2 separate regions of the Bos taurus genome follow, and region 2 is linked to region 1. Evidence: chromatin contacts called from public Hi-C data. All regions are on one chromosome and are shown on one strand. Each heading gives the region's core, a stretch centred on a gene start, on an enhancer-like site or on the middle of the called end of the contact. The rest is flanking DNA. Distances are from core to core; before and after follow the strand shown.

Evidence for each region. A called contact is a pair of places that touch in the nucleus more often than the background predicts.
Region 2: a contact with region 1 is called in a Hi-C map of liver, with 3 times the contacts expected there. The contact joins the promoter of PPP2R1B here to the promoter of SIK2 in region 1. A contact is called at or near these places in 4 of 11 Hi-C or Micro-C datasets (liver, skeletal muscle, skin fibroblasts and 1 more).

The regions. Positions count from the first base shown.
Region 1 is chr15:21,926,572-21,929,271 of ARS-UCD2.0, reverse strand. SIK2 (salt inducible kinase 2) reads right to left here and starts at 1,318. Exons shown (of 15, transcript NM_001192277.3): 1 at 1,184-1,318. The coding sequence starts at 1,318.
Region 2 is chr15:22,088,668-22,091,367 of ARS-UCD2.0, reverse strand. PPP2R1B (protein phosphatase 2 scaffold subunit Abeta) reads left to right here and starts at 1,393. Exons shown (of 17, transcript XM_059875085.1): 1 at 1,393-1,524; 2 at 2,373-2,463. The coding sequence starts at 1,411. LOC101906330 (a long non-coding RNA gene) reads right to left here and starts at 1,314. Exons shown (of 2, transcript XR_237466.3): 1 at 1,205-1,314; 2 at 295-682.

The DNA of each region.
Region 1 (2,700 bases), core at 69-2,568:
ACTCTGGTACCTTCGCACTAACAAGGTGAAACGCTGAATAGGATGAAAAGTGGGAAGGGAAAAAAAAAAAAAAAAAGCAAAGGATGAAACTCCAGAACAACTACAATGAGGCAAAGTAGAGTACGCCAAAAACACAAGGTTTTATTCTAAAGAATGGTTTTGTTTCTACCGTTTTTCTAAAGTATTTAATTTGCACGTCTTAAAATAGAGACCCTGAGGAGAGCAGCTTGAGGCGGTGAAAGGAAGGGGGGGCAGGTTAGGTAAGAACAGAGACTTGCGAGAAAATATGTGCGGTGCGCGAGAATGTGCGATGGAGGGCGGGGGGAGATGCTGGCTTCCCGGTCAGGAAGCAGTCGAGGGCTTTTAGAGTAGACAGGTAGAATCTGACGCGGCTTAAGGAACGCGTATTCACCGCCAGAACGCACACCTGGTAAAGAAATCACCTAGCATAAGACCAACCCCACCAACTGTGCGAATGCCCAGATGACCATTTTAACCGGCTCTATTGTCTGGAGTACTGAGGTGGAAATGCCTCAGGCGCGAGATCCAGCGAGCCTGACACCAGGTCAGAGATACTGTCTGGCACCAGGAACGGAGAGAAGATGGGACCGTGGCGCTCCGGGCTCCCGGCCTCCCGGCCTCCGGGGGCCCCCTTCCTCGAGCGGCCGGGGAGGGGGCGCCGCGGTTCCCCCGGAGCCTCGAGGAGCCCCGTCCGGGGCGTCGGGGCGCAGGCGGTCCCCTCGGCCGGGCTGGCGACGCCTCTCATCGCGCAGCCCAGGAGCGCGGAGACTTCCCCTCCCACCCCACCCCCAGCTGAAAGCCGGGAAGACGCGGAACTTGGGCTCCGGAGCGGAGGCCCACAGACTAGGTCACGGCCCCGGGTGCGAGGCTCTGGGCGAAATTCCAGGGGGCCCCCAAGGGTGGCCCAGAGAAGGCAAAGCGCCTGGCGGCCCGGCTCTCCAAATCGGACGACACCCAGGTCCGGGCGACGCGGCCCCGGTCCCCGTGGTGTTCACCGACCCCTGGAGCTCTCTGGGTCCTCACATTCCCAGGCCCTCTCGCCTGAGCCGGTGACCCGGCCTCTCGGAGCTGCCCAGGCCCCCCGCGGCAGCCGGCCCTCTCGGCCAACAGCTCGTCTCCCGAACCCTCGCCTCGGACGCTCCCGCCGAGCCCCGGGCCGCACCTCCGTCCTGGTGATCCGGTGTCGCCCCAGCTTCACCACGGCGAAGTTGCCCTTGCCCAGCGTGCCCTCGATTTCGTAGAACCCCACCCGGACCGGCCCGCGCTGCAAGTGCCTCGGGCCATCCGCCATGACCATGCTGGGCCCCGCTGCCAGGCACGGCGGACTGGAGCGCGGACTGGCCGGCGGGCGGGCGGGCTGGCGGGCTGGCGGGCGGACTGGCTGCGCGGCTCCGCTCGGGCGACTGCGGCTCCGCTCTCTCCTGCGCTCCGTCCCTCCCGCTCCGCAGGGCCCAGCCAGGCGCGCGCCGCCGCTGACGTAAGCCGACGTCAGGGGGCCGGGACAGAGGGGCGGGGGCGGGACCGGGCCTCGATTGGTCACCATGGCGACCGGAGCCCCGCCGACGTCGGCGGCGAGCGGCCGCGAGGGAGGGCAGGTGGGAGGGGCCTGGACGGCGCGTTCCTTCCGGGCTCCGGCGCCCTCAGAGCTCACGGCCGCCTAGCTGAGGAGCGGGGCGGGGTCGCCGCCTGGCCCGCCCCGCTCCTCGGCCACCCAGCCGAAGGGTAAGAGCGAGCCCTGGTGGGCGGCGCGGAGGGCTGCAGCGACTGGGGCCGGACCTGGGTCTCCTTCCCCTGCCCCCGGCATCTCCTTCCCGGGGCCAGGCGTTCCCCGCCCACCCATGGGACCTTCCCGCCAAAACCTCTCGCCTATGACTACTGTTCTTCCTAAATTTGGCACGGGCGAAGAACTCTGGCTGAGCAATGCATTGCTCACAGGCTCCTTTCTTTGTATCTTTTTCTCATCTGTTTCTATATACATCCCTCCAAATTTGATGTCTCTTAGGGTTCATTCTGACACCCGCACCGACCCTTACAGTGTATCAGCGGTGAAGTAGACTTTGGAGATCACCAAATCGAGGGATTTGGAGCCTCAAATGGGCTTTGGGGCTCGAAACCCCTAAAATGTGTGCAAATTTCTTTCTTTTTTTTTTTTTTTTGCTTCTTTGAGCTTGCCTCTGGGAAGATGGGAATATAGCTTTTAAACGTGTTGGTGACCTTGAAAAGCTTAAGAAATACTTACCTAATCCAGTTTCTTTTCAGATGAGGAATCAACCCCTTGGGAATGAAGGAAATTGCCAAGGTCACACTGGTAATGCTAAAGTTAGGATAGCAAATCACCACACTGATCTTTCATATGCTGACCCAGGGAAACAGGTACAGCGTTATTTTAATATTTTGAATAAAAGGAACCAGACTCTGGAGAAATGGCTTTATTCCCAGACAGAGAGGGAAAGTATAAAATGCACTTAAAAGGTCTTGTCCCAGAAAGCAAGATTTTCAAAGAATGCGGACATGTCAAAAGGAAACAGGAGTCAGTTCGAAGTTACCTTCACTTACCCATCTGGGACAATTGGAGCATCATGAATGAATACTCATGGAAATGGACTATAACAATGAATTCTAAAAAACAATCCACAGGTGCTTACTTATTCTTACAATGTTTCAGCTCAATTCAGTCAC
Region 2 (2,700 bases), core at 144-2,643, 160 kb before region 1:
AGGAGATCCAACCAGTCCATCCTAAAGGAGATCAGTCCTGGGTGTTCATTGGAAGGACTGATGCTGAAGCTGAAACTCCAATACTTTGGCCACGAAGAGTTGACTCATTGGAAAAGACCCTGATGCTGGGAGGGACTGGGGGCAGGAGAAGGGGACGACAGAGGATGAGATGGCTGGATGGCATCACCCACTGGATGGACATGAGTTTGAGTGAACTCCAGGAGTTGGTGATGGACAGGGAGGCCTGGTGTGTGCTGTGATTCATGGGGTCACAAGGAGTCGGACACGACTGAGTGACTGAACTGAACTGAAATTACATTTATTGACAATTTTCCTTTTTTATTCATCAGACATAAAATTACCATTGCAGAGCTTGTGATCACCACAGGTAGTGATCACTCTAAGCAGCTTATAGTCCAAAACAAACAAAAAAGAGGACATTCTAGTTATTCCGTGCTGCCTGCCCGGAATGGGCAGGGTAAATGGAAACTTCCTACTAAACTTTGCAAGAACTCTCATACCGTCGGACCTCCTCCCACCGCTGCCTTTGAGGACTCTTGGAGTTCTAGAGAGGTCAGGTTAGCCTTTCTTGTACAAGCGAAGTAGCCGCTTCACCCAATTTGGAAGGATTAAAGCTTGTCCTAGTTTTGCTTGATTGTTGTACTTCTAGCATGCTAAAGACCTAAAAAATAAGAGAAAGAAAATACAACAGAAGGCAGCATTCCAGTACCAAACTGAAAAGAAACACAAAAACAAGAGAGCAGCATGTTTTTAACAGCTTGCATGGAAAAAGCGGAAAAAATATTGACTGGGGAGTTTGGATAGCACTGTTCATTTTCTCTCACCGCCCGCGGTATTTGTCTTACGGAGCAGGAGCCAGATACAATTCTGGCGCACATGCCGGAGGAAGGGGTGGAGGGGTTCTGTGGAAGCTTGTGGAAGCGTGAGGATATAGCGGGGGAAATTAGGGATGGAGACCCAAATGGCTCCGGGCCAGGATGAGATCGGGGGAGGGAGGCGCTAAGTCTTTTTTCCTCCTGGCCTCAAGCATCCTCTTGGTCCCCTGAGTCCTAAGAGGACACAGCACAGGTCATGCAGGTAGGTTCCCGACGCCTTCAGATCAGCACGAGCAAGATGAATCCCTGCCCCTGTTTCTTTCGCCTGGGAAAAGGACACGGAGGCTCCTTTCGCCTTCTAAGCCCACCTGTCTTTTGGAGTTCAGACCTACAGCTCCGGAAACGGGGACCTGGCAGGGGTCTCCACCCGCTCTGCAGGAACTCAGTTCCCAGACTTCGGCTCCCGCCGAGCTCCGGCCTTAGCCCCGCCTATCAGGGCGCGGGGCGGGGCCAGGGCGTGGGGCGGGGCCAGGGGGCGCAGCGGGCGGCCGAGTCCAGGCGGAGGAGGAAGAACATGGCGGGTGCGGCGGGGCCTGCCACCGGCTCGGGGGCCGCCGGCGGAGATGGAGACGATTCGCTCTACCCCATTGCGGTGTTAATCGACGAGCTCCGCAATGAGGACGTGCAGGTATTGGAGTCGCGCCCGGCAGCGGACGCGGGCTTGGCTGAGCGCGTGGTAGGGAAGGGGGCCAGCCGGCCCCTGTTGTGGGGGAGGCCCGGGGATTGAAAGCCGGGACCCTGAGCTGAAACTTGACGGGGAGGAGGGGAGGGACCCATGAGGGGTTCTGGTGGCTCGACCCGGCGGCCCCGGAGCCTGCCCCGCACGCCTTATTCTGACCCGCTTAGGCGGCGGCCCGGCGTCCCACCTGGTCCTGGGTGCTCGTGGGGGAACCGGCTTGCCGCCCGGGCGCCCTTTCTGGGCCGGGCGGTGAGGACGCCGGGGCCGGCGGCGCCCGTAGCGGGGCGAGCGGGAGGCGGGCGGCGCGGGGCCGCGAGGGGCTGCAGGACGCCGAGGCGCCCTCTGAAATGCAGGGGAATGACTGCCTTCCTCGCGGCCTGCTGGAAACTGGCCCGGCTTGAATGGAGGGGTGGCTAAACTAACCTAAAGGAGGCGGGATGTCATCTCTGATTGAACTTTTCTTTGAAAAGCCTGGGGTGGTACTCAACCATCTCACCTGCTTGACCACTGCTACATTTCTCTCTTTTTAAAATTGTCTCGCTTTTCCGGATATTGTATTTTCTTTCATTTCTTTAATGGGCCCGTCAGAGGATTTCTCCTGAGAAATCTTACTTTAGCTAAAGAAGGCGTGTTCCCTTGTTTTTGAGGTTCCTCATAGAATAAAGTGTAAATTAAAGGTTTTTTTTTTTCCTTCTTATCAGTATGCCATTACCTCACCTATTTGCAGCTACTCTCTTTTGGTCTAAATCACAACTGCTTCTTTACTTCATTCTTCTTTCTACTTTTTTTTTTTAAAGCTCCGTCTCAATAGTATTAAGAAATTATCAACAATTGCTCTAGCACTCGGAGTAGAAAGGACACGAACTGAACTGCTGCCATTCCTTACAGGTATGTGACTCTTTGAGGAAAGGCCTGGGCATTTCTGTTTTCCAGTGGCTTTCAAAACTTGGATTGTTGTTTTGTATTTGTTGCCCATAGTATTAGTACTAAACTGAGCCTGTTGTTTCTACTGTGAAGAAACAGGGCAAAGCATATATTGTAATGTTGTGGCCGGACATATTCAGATATTAATTATTTAGCTAATAGAAAAGTAATTGATGTGCGATTATGAATTTCTAGTTCCTT